Linked DNA regions of Mus musculus: region 2 is linked to region 1. A link is a contact called in public promoter capture Hi-C data. All regions are on one chromosome and are shown on one strand. The core of a region is the stretch at or near the end of the contact, and the rest is flanking DNA. Distances in the headings are between cores, read along the strand shown.

Region 1 (3,737 bases), core at 864-3,363:
TATTTTTGTGAGACAATGTTTCTTTATGTCCTGGAACTCACTATGTAGACCAGGCTGGCCTCAAGCTCACAGAGGTCCTCCCATCTCTGTCTTCCAAATGCTGGGATTAAGGGCTTGCACCACCACACCCTCATTTTTTTTTTTTTTTAAAGACAGATTTGAGAAGGTTTGTTAATGGAAAGCAAGGTCAAAGGGTGGAAAGGCGGGGAGGGCATCAAGAACAATTTGATCAGAGCAACCAGGCAACACTAGAAGTGTTTGCTGAGGTTGGAAAGACCAGGGAGCAAGAACCTTGGGAATGTAAAGCCAGTGGTGTCTGTCAGGCACCGCAGGGGAGATGTCAGGGTGATTTTTATATCTAGTTAGTTAGCTTTGAGCCAGGGTCTCATGGAGCCTACACTGGCTCAGACTTCCTGTGCAGCAAGGAGGATAGATCACCTTGAACCTCGGACCCTCCAGCCTACTGTTCATGAGCATCTGCGATGGCTGTTGATTGTCAGCCTGACTCTATCTGGAATGAAACTCAGTCCAGATATGGAAAGATCACAGCCATGATTCGAATTTTGAGGCAGGAAGACAACATACTTTTGCTTCAGATCTTGAGGCTGGAAGATATGATCTTATTCTGCTGCCTGTGGGTCAAGATGTAGAACTCTCGGCTCCTGCCTGCACGCTGCCCTGCTTCTTGTCACGATGATCATGGACTGAACCTCTAAAACTGTAAGCTAGCCCCAGCTAATGTTTGCCTTTATAAGAGTTGCCTTGGTCATGGTGTCTGTTCACGGCAGTAAAACCCTAAGACACCACCATACAAGGTTTCTGCAGTGTTGTAGATCAAACCCAGGGTTCCTGCATGCGAGCTAGGCAAGCGCCCTACCAGCTGAACCTCATTCCTATACTAAATATTTCTTCTCTATCAGGTTGATGGACTGGATCTGAGGGTATCCAAATTTTATTCAGCCACATTTAAAAAACCCAACAAATTGCCATCTGATTTACTAAATTAGAAACTATGCTTATTAAGCTACATCAGTAAAAGAGCTACAAAGACTACACATATCAATGTGTTTATGTGTTTGACATGGGGTCTCTCTATATTGGTCAGTCTTGATTTGGACTCCTGACTCAAGAGACCCTGCTGCCCTCTGTCTCCCAAGTACTTAGGATTCCACCTTAGCCACTTGGCACCAGTTTAAGGATAATACTTTTTAATCAAAGGAAGTAGCTTATAGAATAAATGCATGTTTCAGAATGTATTTAATTGGAAGCATGCAAGCGAGTAGATTAGAATACCAGCCGTGACCATTTCAGGTGCAGGCATTTACTGTGATCGGATTCATTGATCATTTAAAACGGCCTCAACAATTGAGTGCCATCTTGGGTGATTGGTATTTGTTTTGGTTTTGGTTTTGGTTTTTCAAGACAAGGTCATATATATCCCAGGCTGACCTCGAGCTCGCTGAGGATGACCTATCTGGTCCTCCAGGTTTCACCTCCCTATGCCGAGGTTACAGGTGTACACCACCATGCTAGGTTTATGTGGCACTGGGGATGGAACCCAGGGCTTCATGCACCCGAGGCAATTGGCTGCCAACTAAAAGTCACATTCCCAGCTCCAACAATTTAGGGTTTTGTTGTTGTTTGTTCCTTTAAAAACTATTTATTTTATGTATATGAGTACACTGTCATTCTCTTCAGACACACCAGAAGAGGGTACCAGATCCTGTTACAGATGGTTGTGAGCCACCATGCTGTTGCTAGGAATTGAACTCAGGACCTCTAGAGGAGCTTTCACCACTGAGCCATCTCTCCAGCCCCTTGTTTGTTTGTTTATTTTAATAGAGAGAATCCACAAAGGTATTTTGCTCTGGCCAGTGCATATCTGGGACACCTGTCGGTTGTAAGGGCGTCAAGGTGATGCTGATGCTGTGGTGATGGGAAAGGACTAGGTGTGGAGCCCCAGGGCAGCCAGCTCCCTCCTCAGAGCTGCGTGGGGCAAGGAGAAGTGGGCGGGCCGAAGGGCGTGCCTACGGATCACGTGGCAGTCGCAGGCCAATAGCGGTCTCCGAGCCCACCTTGAGGCCGGGGCGGGGCGTCGGGCTGGCGTCACCAGGACAACGGGCGTCGCCGGCGCCGTGTGACTTCAGGCTGTGGGCGCGCTCGCGGCCATGGTGAGTCTGGGGCCCGCGCCTGCGGGGCAGCGGAGATGCTGGGCGCCTAGGGGAGGACGCAGAGAAGCGCCTAGGGCTGCTGGGCGGGGCAGGGCAGGGCAGGGCCGGGTCGGATGAGGCCGGGCGCGTCAGGGCAGGGCAGAGCAGGGCAGGGCAAGGCTGGTGAGATCGGTCCTGAGAAACCAGGTTCCCAGGTCCTGGATGCCAGGGGGCACCGGGACGCTGTGCTCTCTGTTGCACACCCGGGACCTCCACTCTGTGGACCACCCCGACGCGGTGACGCTGTTCGTCACGAGCGTGCCCGGGAAGCCACCAGAGGGTGTGGTTACATAGATACCCACAGCCACACATTTCAGGCTGCGTACTTCAGGCTGCTTTTATGCAATGATGTCAATACCGAACCATGCATTTGATTCAAGTTCTACGTCCTAACGGGGCTCCCAGCACGACGGGATTTAATGGGTGGCTTCAGAGATACCCTTTCACCCCTTTTATAAAAATAGAAAGCATTGAGCTGAACTTTTTTTTTTTTCCTGAGTGCTGCACTTTCAGTGAGAGATTTAATGAATCTGTCATTAGTACGTTGTAAACGCCTTACAGAAGCCGTTAGCTTTGCTCAATAAACTTGAAAGGCTGTGGGCAGGCCACCTGGCCTCCATTAGCTTCTTGTTTGAAGCCTTAATTGACTTGGCTTGGGTGCTGGCTCTAATGGGCAAGGTTACGCCGTGATTTCTTGAGAGTCCCCCATCTGGAAGAGAAGTGGGCTCCCTGGTTTGTGACGCTTCCTGGGAATAGGATATTTGAGGGTCAGCTAATGGAGAAGTGCCTAATTTTAAGAAATACGTATCTAGAGGTCCGGTGAGATGGTTCAGGGGTTAAAGGAACTTGTTGCCAATCCTGATGACCTGAGTTTTCTACCCCTGACCCATGAGTGTCGGGAGCAGAGAGTCTGTAAATTATCCTCTGACCTCTCTCTGTACAGGGCATGTCCTCCATATAAATAATGCAAGGAAAAAAATATGTATCTGCCATGAGTGATTAGATGGGATTTGCTTGGTGTGTGTGTGTGTAGGCACGGTGTGAGGTTCAGAGGTCAATGATCATCTTTCTCCATCCCTGTCTACCGTATTTTACTGAACCTGGACTCACCGACTTGGCTAGGCTGGGGGGTCCTCACTCTCACCCATGACTTCCGCATCACTGTGGTTACAGGCACCACACACAAGTGGGCTGTGCTGTAGAGCATCTGTGTTCCCCTGTGGAGATGCTGTGGAGTAGAAGCTAGAGGCTTCTTTCTTGTTTGGAATGCTTTGGTTCCGAGCCTTCTGGAGTGATTTGCGTCTAGTTCTCAGCTTTGGCTTAGGTGCTGTCTGCAGAGTGGGCGTGCCTGGCCCTTCCTGACTCTGTATCCTTCCCTTTGGCAAAGGGAAGGGATCTGCGCTCCCAGGGTTGGGGATGTGTTTGCAGTTCTGCCTAGGACAGCTCTGGGAGTTTGTCCGGCATCTCGGCTTGCTTCCAGAACTCTGCTGGTTGTGGACACAGAACTCATGATTTCTTTATATAGTG
Region 2 (3,737 bases), core at 741-3,240, 320 kb after region 1:
TTACACACATACCATTTTCTTAATGACCCCCCAAGGTTTGTATGGCAACACAGTTTCATCTTATCAAATATTCCATGTTTTCATTCATCTTTCAACTGTCCTGAAAGGTGTTTTATAGCTTGTCTGTTCAGAATAGGATCTGGGGCAGGCTGTAATGTCCACAAGTTTTGCTTTTTTAATTTTTTTTATACAACCATTGTTTTTTTTTTTTTTCAGGCCGATACATTTTGAAGCGTATACACCAGTTATGCTCTGAAACGTCACAGAATTTCTTATTTCGCCTGTTGTATTTCTTATAAATTGTGTGATCTGGCACTGGAGAGATGGTTCCCCTGTTAAAGCACTAGCTGCTCTTCCAGAGGACACAGGTTCGATTCCCAGCACCCATATGCAGCTCATCATTTCTGAAACTCCAGTTCCAGGGGATCTGATGCCCTCTTCTTACTTCAGGGGGCATCAGGAACAAACATGGTACACAGACATACATGCAGAAACCCATATATGTGTGTGTGTGTGTGTGTATATATATATATATATGTATATATATATATATATAATAAAAAATGAAAAAAATTGCGTGTTTGATGTGAAGGCTTGATAGATTCAAGTTAGTTTTGCCTGGAATGTTTCATGGACGATATTGTTCATCAACATTTGCTCCATCAAGAGTGGTGAGATGGCTCAGCAGGGAAAGGTGCTTGCTGTCAATCATGCCCACCTGAGTTCCACCCCTGAGACCCACGTGGTAGAAGGGACTGATTCCAGAAGTTGACCTCTGACCTCTGAGTACTCCCCAATAAATAAACCATAATAAAAATAAACAGTAAAAATACCAGACTTGTCTTCTGGGAGGCCTTCAAGAAACATTCTATGTATGTGCGCGTGAGGGCTGGCCCCAGAGGAGGCCCCAAGAGGGTGATGGGTCGCCTTGAGTTACAGGTGTTGAGTGTGTTCCTAAAGAGGCTACTGGGAACCCAGGTCGGCCTCTCACTCAGGCAGAGCAGCAAACAGTCTTTAACTGCTAATCTATTTCCCCAGTTACCCAGGGAGGCCTTTGTAAAAAATATAAAAAAAATTGCTTAAGTACGACTGATTGTACTAAATAGATTCTAGACACTGACTACAAGTTTCATAATGATTTGTGGTGTCACTCTTCAACTTCCTTTCATTCTAGTCTCTACTTCCCTTTTAAGTTCTGGATATGGGATACTCGTGCTTTAGGTCTGGGGCCTCTTCCCACTTAAGTCTCTCCACCCGTGCTCTCTTTTAATGTCAAATTGCGAGTATTCTTTTAAATTCATCTTCTGGGAGGATGTTTCTTAAATTATCTTGCTTATGCTATGTTCTTCTAAGAGATCTCTTTTTACGTACCTTACTACCGACTGTGTCCTTACCTGGAAGACTGCACGAAGGCAGGGACTTTTTCTACTTTTGCCCTGGGGGGTGGGGGTGGGGGTAAGGCTGCACACACAATGGACCTTCAACCGCACATCACAATACTCCCCAGGGTCTGGTCTCATAGGAGAAAGCATAACAAAGGAGCATTTCACCACCGGGCAGAATATATTGACCTATAAAATTAATTTTTGTAATAAAAAAGGAAAAATACAATCAATTAAAAATATTTTAAAAAGAAAAATAGAGCAGAATCTAAGGAGAATTTAAAATCTTCTTGAGCCGGGTGGTAGTGGCGTATGCCTTTAATCCCAGCATTGGGGAGGCATAGGCAGGAAGATCTCCGCGAGTTCGAGGCCGGCTTGGACTACAAGTCAGTTCCAAGATAGCCAGGGCTACACAGAGAAACCCAGTCTCGAACAAAACAACCAAACCAAACCAAAATAACCAAAAGAATCTTTTTGAAAATTTAATCATCGCAGTAGGCTACCGCCTGATCCCACCACGCAGGCGCCGCACAGGCGAGCCCAGGTGAGCGACGCTTTGGTGGCACCATCACGTGACCGAGCGGCGCGCCCCTCCGACTGCGCCTGCGCGGGGGCTCCCGGAAGTGGCCAGCTCGAAGCGCTGGCGGCCCAGTCCGTCGGCCCGTCGGTCCGCTCCTCCGCTGCCGGTGCCGAGCGCGCCTAGGCCGTGGTCGCTGTCCCTCCGTCTGTGCGGCCCGACGCGGCGGCCGGGCGCTCACCATGGCGTCGTTCATCTGGGTGCAGCTGAAGAAGACCTCGGAGGTGGACCTGGCCAAGCCGCTGGTGAAGTTCATCCAGCAGACGTACCCGAGCGGCGGCGAGGAGCAGGCCCAGTACTGCCGTGCGGCCGAGGAGCTCAGCAAACTGCGGCGCTCGGCGCTCGGTCGCCCGCTGGACAAGCATGAGGGCGCCCTGGAGACGTTGCTGAGGTGGGCCCGGGCGGCGGGGCTCCCTCCCAGCCTCCCTTCCTGTCCCCGCTCCCCTCCCCAGCCTCGCTTCCTCCTCCCTTCATAGCCTTTTCCTCTCCCCCGCGCCTGGCCTCCACTCTGACTCAGGCCAGCAGCGTAGGTGTGGTCAGCATTCTTTCCTGGTGAGAGGACTCATAACCCTGTCCTCCCTTCCGAGTGCCTTCTGTCACCGAGGCTCCTTACCTGGGAGGACGTCTGCCGTGTAATGATCTCTCTGGTTACAGCCGTTTGACCGGTTTTCACTTTTTGGGTGTTACAACTGGAGTCTCCCTTTTACAATCCCTGTTTGTGACTTTATTGGACCACGTCTAGATTTCCTAATAATAGTTACGAAAGGGAAGGGAGAGAATTTGGACACTAAACCAAATGTCGGTGACTTATTATATTGTTCACTTGAAGTAAGTCATCTCATGTTCCAATAATCAAGTGACAGACTGACAGTTGTAAAAGTTAGGAGCTACAGTCGTTTGAAAGAAAACTTGAATGACATAGTAGACCGCTGAGACTGGTTACTTAAAAATCTTTTGACACGGGCGTATGCACGTATGGAATACCCTGGTCCTTTTTGCAATTGGTGACAACCCAGGTACTTGATAATGATAACATTTCCGTGATACCTTATGATCCAATTTCTGGTAATATGATCTTGTTTCATGCAAGGGACGCTGGTGGATTAGGGTGGGAACAGAGCTGTCCAGAGACACCCCTTAGTTTTGGCATCATCTTGCTCCCGTGATGTTTCCTGCATGTGTTGCCAGATGGCCACTAGCAGCCCTTACCGTAGTTAGAATGGCTCCCAGCACTGAGTAGACTTTATCTGTTGACAGAGTGAGGAGCCAGATTTCAAACAGTTCTCTCACGAGAGTTTTAGAGTGGATTTGCTTTAAAGTGCCCGAGTTTTGTAAAACTGTAAGGAACGTCTGCGAGTGCTGGGGTTAGTCACACAGTGCTTGTCTGCGGGTGGTATATGTGGCCTGTGTATCCAGCGGCTGTCTCAAGTGCTTGATGCACATTGTATCATCCGTGCCTCTAAGGCAGTGGTTCTCAAACTGTGGGTCACGGCCCCTTTGGGGTGACGTATCAGACATCCTGCATATCAGATATTTATATTACCATTCGTGATAGTAGCAGAATTACAGGTATGAAGTAACAACAGATTTTATGGTTGGGCGTCACTACACCAGGAGGAGCTGTATTAAAGGGCAAAGCATTAGAAAGGTTGTGAGCCATTTCTGTGAGGGAAGCTTTGCCTTCGCCTTACAAGTCTTCAGACAATGCCTGAGACATTGAATGCAGCCTTGGGCTGCGTGCTTTGCAGCGTTTGAGTTCTGCCCACTGTGATATACTT

The links. Capture Hi-C pulls out chosen DNA fragments and counts their contacts.
Region 2: a contact with region 1 is called in a promoter capture Hi-C map of adipose tissue. The contact joins the promoter of Pdcd6ip here to the promoter of Fbxl2 in region 1. A contact is called at or near these places in 1 of 484 Hi-C or Micro-C datasets (natural killer cells), 5 of 115 datasets of contacts at active chromatin or transcription factors (bone marrow-derived macrophages, effector CD8 T cells, epiblast stem cells and 2 more) and 2 of 9 other capture datasets (adipose tissue and liver).

Annotation. Positions count from the first base shown.
Region 1 is chr9:114,025,127-114,028,863 of GRCm38.p6, reverse strand. It overlaps Fbxl2 (F-box and leucine-rich repeat protein 2), which reads left to right and starts at 2,113. Exons shown (of 15, transcript NM_178624.6): 1 at 2,113-2,171. The coding sequence starts at 2,169.
Region 2 is chr9:113,706,512-113,710,248 of GRCm38.p6, reverse strand. Pdcd6ip (programmed cell death 6 interacting protein) reads left to right here and starts at 1,990. Exons shown (of 18, transcript NM_011052.2): 1 at 1,990-2,350. The coding sequence starts at 2,142.